Regions from separate parts of the Mus musculus genome. Here region 1 is linked to region 2. A link is a contact called in public Hi-C data. All regions are on one chromosome and are shown on one strand. The core of a region is the stretch at or near the end of the contact, and the rest is flanking DNA. Distances in the headings are between cores, read along the strand shown.

Region 1 (2,700 bases), core at 138-2,637, 330 kb before region 2:
TCTGTCCCTGGGATGGTTTGGTAGTGCCCCTAAGTATAGCACCAAGGATATGAGCCTCACACAAACTCATTTACTCACAGTTATACCGGGATGACGGCCATGCTCACAGCTCCCAGGAAAATGCAAAGCTCTTTTATGATCCATCTCAGAGTTAACCTGTTAGATACCGTGCACAAATGGACCATTATAAATATGCCCTGCACAGTCACAGCATCTCTTTATCTATTTGCTTCAATTATACAAATGTCCAAATGGAGAGGTATGTGTACATGCATGTGGGTGAATGCAGGTGTGTGTGTGTGTGCATCTCTCTCTCTCTCTCTCTCTCTCTCTCTCTCTCTCTCTCTCTCTCTCTCTCCCTCTGTTATAAATGGATACCTGGATGTATTTCTCTATACTCCTGACTATTTCTATGATCCTAATGTAAGAATTCGAGTCTTGAGCATCTTTGTAGGGAGTTAGAGCTGCTTGAAAATCCTAAAATGACTCATCCTCTGACTTAGCACCAATCTGGTGTGTCACTCCCGACAGCAACTCTAAAGTGGTTATGTGTGGTGCCGTACGTTAAAAAAAGAATAATTCAAATCAGAGAAGCTCAGATATATAGCTATCAAAGAAATGTTTCAAGGGCAACTTTGGAAAAGTATAAACCCTTCCGAGGGAGCTGTTCCAGATGAACTGCACCTTCCTCCCTCAGGGGAAATGGGAACATCCTTCAAGAAGAGTCGACACAGCACTACTCAAGTCTCCAGCCAACAGGTTTCCATGGCTTCCACACTTAGAGCAGCAGCCTGTCCGTTCTACCTAAGGAACACTAATTGGCATGACAATATTTTTGGATTCCTGGTGATCTGGTCCAGAGTACTATAATATCCATAGGAATTTCCAAGGAAATTGCAGAACAAGAAGAAGCCACTAAAGTGGCACTGACTTGCAAGGTGGCAACTCAGACAAGCAGCAGGGACAGTGTATCCTCAAGCTAATCCAAAGCCATGCACATGGCCACATATTGTCCACAACAAGGACGTTCTTGTGTACCACAGAAAATAGAATGGAAATCTGTAATACCTTTGCAAAAACAAAACAAAAAACAAAAAAACAAAATAGTAACTCTTCCACAAGGAAAAAGGTTATTATGTCATATTTTCCCCTCAGTATAACAGGAAATTTCCTATTGCTATAACGAGCATTTGGAATGACTATCAAAGACCAGGAAGTAAAGGCTGGGACCAAGACCAAGGTACTATGTGGGGCTGATGGGGAATGCTGTCAGTGGGGGTGTAGCCTTGACTGCACGGGAGATAGGAATTTCAGACATTCCGGGTTTTCTCTACTTATCCAGTCATGAGATAGACAGGTTTGCTTGGCACACATCCCTGACCACAATGTGTCTGACTGTACAGGCAAATAAGCAAGGGAGCCAATCAAACCAAAGCAGACAGGACCTCTCGGGTTATCCAGTATAGTAAAAGCAGGGCCTCTTATTTATCAGGGATGTTTAGAAGGAACCACACCCTTTCCCCTTTCCTCATAAAGCCTACTGTTCTTTAGAGGACACAAACCACAAACTGGTCAGGTGCGTGTGACAACCTCAGGTTCCCAAAGATAAACTGACCAGTGATCCTGTTTTACATAAGAAAGAAACTCAAAGACCCATGAAAAGAAGACTTTACAAGTTTTCCCTCCCTCCCTCCCTCCACCCTTCTCTTCCCTCTTCCTCCTTTCCTTCCTTCCTTTCTTTTTTTGTCTATGTTCCTAGCATTTGAGAGGTGGTGGCAGGAGGATTGTGAATTTGAAGCCAGTATGAACTACATGGCAAAAACATGTCAAACAAACAAACAAACAAACAACACCCTTATGTGCACATGATTAATGGAAAAATTACCAGACTTGGACTACCTCAGCAATTCAACAAAAGGACCTATTCAGTCCTCCTATGCAGGCAAATAAATGCTCCCCCCCCCCTTTTTTTTTGAATCGTTTACTTATTTCAACTGACTTTTTTTTTTTTTTTTAAATCTTAGAGGCTTACCGTCTCTTTTCTTTTGATTTTTTATTTCTTATCATGGAGGCAAAAAAATCCCTTGTGTGTGACAGCAAATCCTCCAATACTGCGAGTGAAAATAGATGCCATTCTCTCAATCAGCCAGGGCCTTGTCCCAGGGTCAGTAGTTGACTACTAGAACTGCTAGTAGTGATTAGTCAAACTTTATGCAAAAATGTGGCAGGGCAGGCATAAGGGTAACAGGGACAAGAGAGTCTGAGAAAAACCAAGGTAAAGGAAGATTTTGACCTCAGAAAAAGAATAGTGGACAAGTACCTTGGGAAGCACTTATTTAATTAGTACCATCTGTAGAATAAAAATGTCAGCCAATGGCAAGGACTATAAGGGATCATCGACCAGTGAGCCAGAGAGAATGATTTCTCAGAGTTAAACATGCTATAAAAAAGACACAACCGAACCTAGTTGGGAGGACCACATATTTGCTTCAAAACAGGAAACTAGACATTATAATACTATTTACTGTTAATGTCTCTTCTGATGTAATAGTGACTTCTGAAAATGAGAGCTAAAAGACAGAATAAAGAACTTAAAGCTAAAATCCCAACCACATGTTGGTGTTGTTTTTCTTGGCTTATTCAATTAACTTAAACCATCTAGTCACTGTGAAAAGAAACATATAGAAAACGCATTTTCTA
Region 2 (2,700 bases), core at 155-2,654:
AAACCTCAGTTCAATATATTTATTCAAACTTTTGTCATTCAGAGAATAAGCCCATGAAAAGAACTCTCGTGTAATACAGAATATAACCATGAAATAACGGTTTCAGCTTGGTCCCTTCTTAACAGTGCTGAAGGTTCCAATCCAAAGATACATTAAAAAAAAGTGGCAGAGTTACAGGAGATCCTGAGGGCATGAGACAAATGGGTGAGATTTGGTCAGAGCCATAGTCTTGCTAATGCCTGCTGCTGGAAGCCAAGAATCTGGAGCCTACAGACTTAATAGTTGTTAGGTAGATCAGAAAGCAGATATAGTGGGATCCTCAGTGGTCAAACATATACACAGCCTTTATCTGTTTTATAATTATTCTTGATTTAGTAAACAGCTGTGCTAATAATGTGCTAGGTGCCCAAATCTCAGGACCCTGAATTGTTTTTATCCACATTTGGACAAAACTTGGATATCAAGATGATTCATTTTCCAGAATGAATATCTTCAGTTTTATGATTGCGATATCATCTTTTTGCTGCTGTTAGAATGAAAAAAAGATGTTAATAAACATCTACAAAATGTACCTCCAATGGGAAGATGATGCCAGCTGACCATAGCTACTGAGATGGAAGGAATTGCTGGTATTTTGAAGGATAAAATTAGTAATTTATCCTGCTTTCTTTTAAAATTGTGTTTCATTGCTCAAACCATCTGGGAATGACTTCAAACTGTGACCATATATTCAGTCAGTTTTTCCCTGTGGGAATCTTGTTTAATTCACTGCATATCAGAAAATATGGAGTTATCATCACAAACAACAGCAGAAAAGTTTATTAATATGAGTGATATTTCCTTTTTAAAAAATGTTTGCAGAAAGAAGGAAAGTACAGATATTGATGACAGAGAAACTCACTGAATTTGCAGCTCATTATTCATTGGCTTACATAAAACCAATTTATTGCTAGATTCCTCAAGCTGCATGCATATAACAGTTGCTGCTGTGGTTTGTTCTACTGGAAGAGACAACCTCTAAATCTAAAACAAAGACTTCAGTGCACCTGTAATACCCCATACATTCCAAACTCTGTGCAAAATTCCAGAAGAATCAAACAGTTGTGCACTTCACAGTGGGCTGGCATGTGATGGGGCACCCTTTAACCCTTTCACTGCCATCTCTGCACATTCAAAGTTATCAAAAAAAAAAGTTTGAAAAAGCATCAGAATATTGAGCTTGGAAAAAAACGCTTCCACAAACGATCTCCAAACAGCTTAAATGACTCATAGACCAAAATAACACACTGCAGATTAGCTTCTGAAATCCAATTATAAAACTGTTTATTCTGGCCACACCATACTGAGGTTGGACACGGGTGACTAATCAAACTCATGTGCTTACTAGTGCCAAAGTTGAACTGAAGCTGAGGTGCAGGGAAGTGTCAGATCCACTTCCCAAGGACTGGTTGGATGGCACAGCTGTTGACAGAGCACAACGGATGTAACCTCACTAGCTGAATACAAACTCCCCAACGATACTGCCTGACCTGTTCAGAAACAGACGGGCATAACACATGGCTTTAAAATTGACAAAAACTCACCTCCCTTTAGGTCTCAACCTAGAATTATTTTCTTAAAATGGACGTACAATGTCAAAATTGCTAGCATGAAATATAGTGCTGGTATGTGATTCAAGTCAGGGCAATGATCATATCTATAAGGGCTAGGAGGACTTAGCATTTCCTTGTGGTAAAATACTCTAAAATTATCATTTCTTTCTACTTTGAAATTTACATCTTGATAACCTAGCCACCCAAGTGGCTCTTCACCACCACACTTAGCTCCTCCATGTTTAAGTTTCTAGCCAACTCCTAGCCTCCTGCTGCCATCCCAGCTCATGTTCCTCCTCTCCAAACCACCATTTTACTCTCAACTTCTGTGAAAGGTAGCATTCTTAGATCTCACACGAGTACAGTAAAAGCTCGCAGGACTTGCTCTTTAATGCCTGGTTTATTCTACTGAATGTCATGTCCTCCACATGCCTCTAGTTGTCAGAAGGGGCCACAGCTATATTTTATAGTTGAGAAAGAATTGCATGGGCATATTTTCATAATGCAGTACCTTGTGAACAATCTAGAATAAACACAGGCCTGCAGCTATTTTCCCTGCTGTCACTTGGGTTTCCTTTGGGCAGACACCCAGAAGTGGAATTGCTGGGCGCTACAGTATTTTGATTTTAGTATTTTAAGAGATTTCTAAGGTTCTATGTCTGTGTTAATTTACAGAGTGACAGAGCTCCTTTCTCCCAGGCCTGTTTGCATGTATACCACCCACCCCACTACATCTGTTGAGCATCTGCTAAAGGTTAGCCATTGTGCCAGAGGCTGATGACACAGAAGGGACACAGTCAAATATGACTACGACCTTCATGGAACAAGACAGCCTGAGGAGAGGACAGAAAGTCTCACCCTACTTCTTGCTCCCTGGGAAATCTGGCAAAACTACACAAAGGTTTCAAAGCTGCTCTTATGAATTCCCTATTAGGATTCTTCTGATATCACCTAATTGTATCTGTCTTCTTTTCTACCATAATACCAATTCTTGGCACTACAGATAGATGCCTGCCTAGTGATTCACATTGACTATAAACATTTTAATCCTACAAAGCAGATAAGGCCAAACTCCTTCACCATGATAAACAAGAGCCAAAGGACCTGC

What was found. A called contact is a pair of places that touch in the nucleus more often than the background predicts.
Region 1: a contact with region 2 is called in a Hi-C map of pancreatic cancer cells, with 4 times the contacts expected there. The contact joins two enhancer-like sites. A contact is called at or near these places in 4 of 484 Hi-C or Micro-C datasets (the C2C12 cell line, cortical neurons and pancreatic cancer cells).

The regions. Positions count from the first base shown.
Region 1 is chr17:70,331,473-70,334,172 of GRCm38.p6, reverse strand. It overlaps a transcript of Dlgap1 not described here. Among named protein-coding and RNA genes, the nearest start is that of Dlgap1, 92 kb to the left of the region's middle. Within about 2 kb of position 1,387, at least 10 of the 459 cell types and tissues checked have an H3K27ac peak or open chromatin away from gene starts, as enhancers often do. A contact at or near this core is called in pancreatic cancer cells, where this site is marked.
Region 2 is chr17:70,003,510-70,006,209 of GRCm38.p6, reverse strand. It overlaps a transcript of Dlgap1 not described here. Among named protein-coding and RNA genes, the nearest start is that of Gm36594, 81 kb to the right of the region's middle. Within about 2 kb of position 1,404, at least 5 of the 459 cell types and tissues checked have an H3K27ac peak or open chromatin away from gene starts, as enhancers often do. A contact at or near this core is called in pancreatic cancer cells, where this site is marked.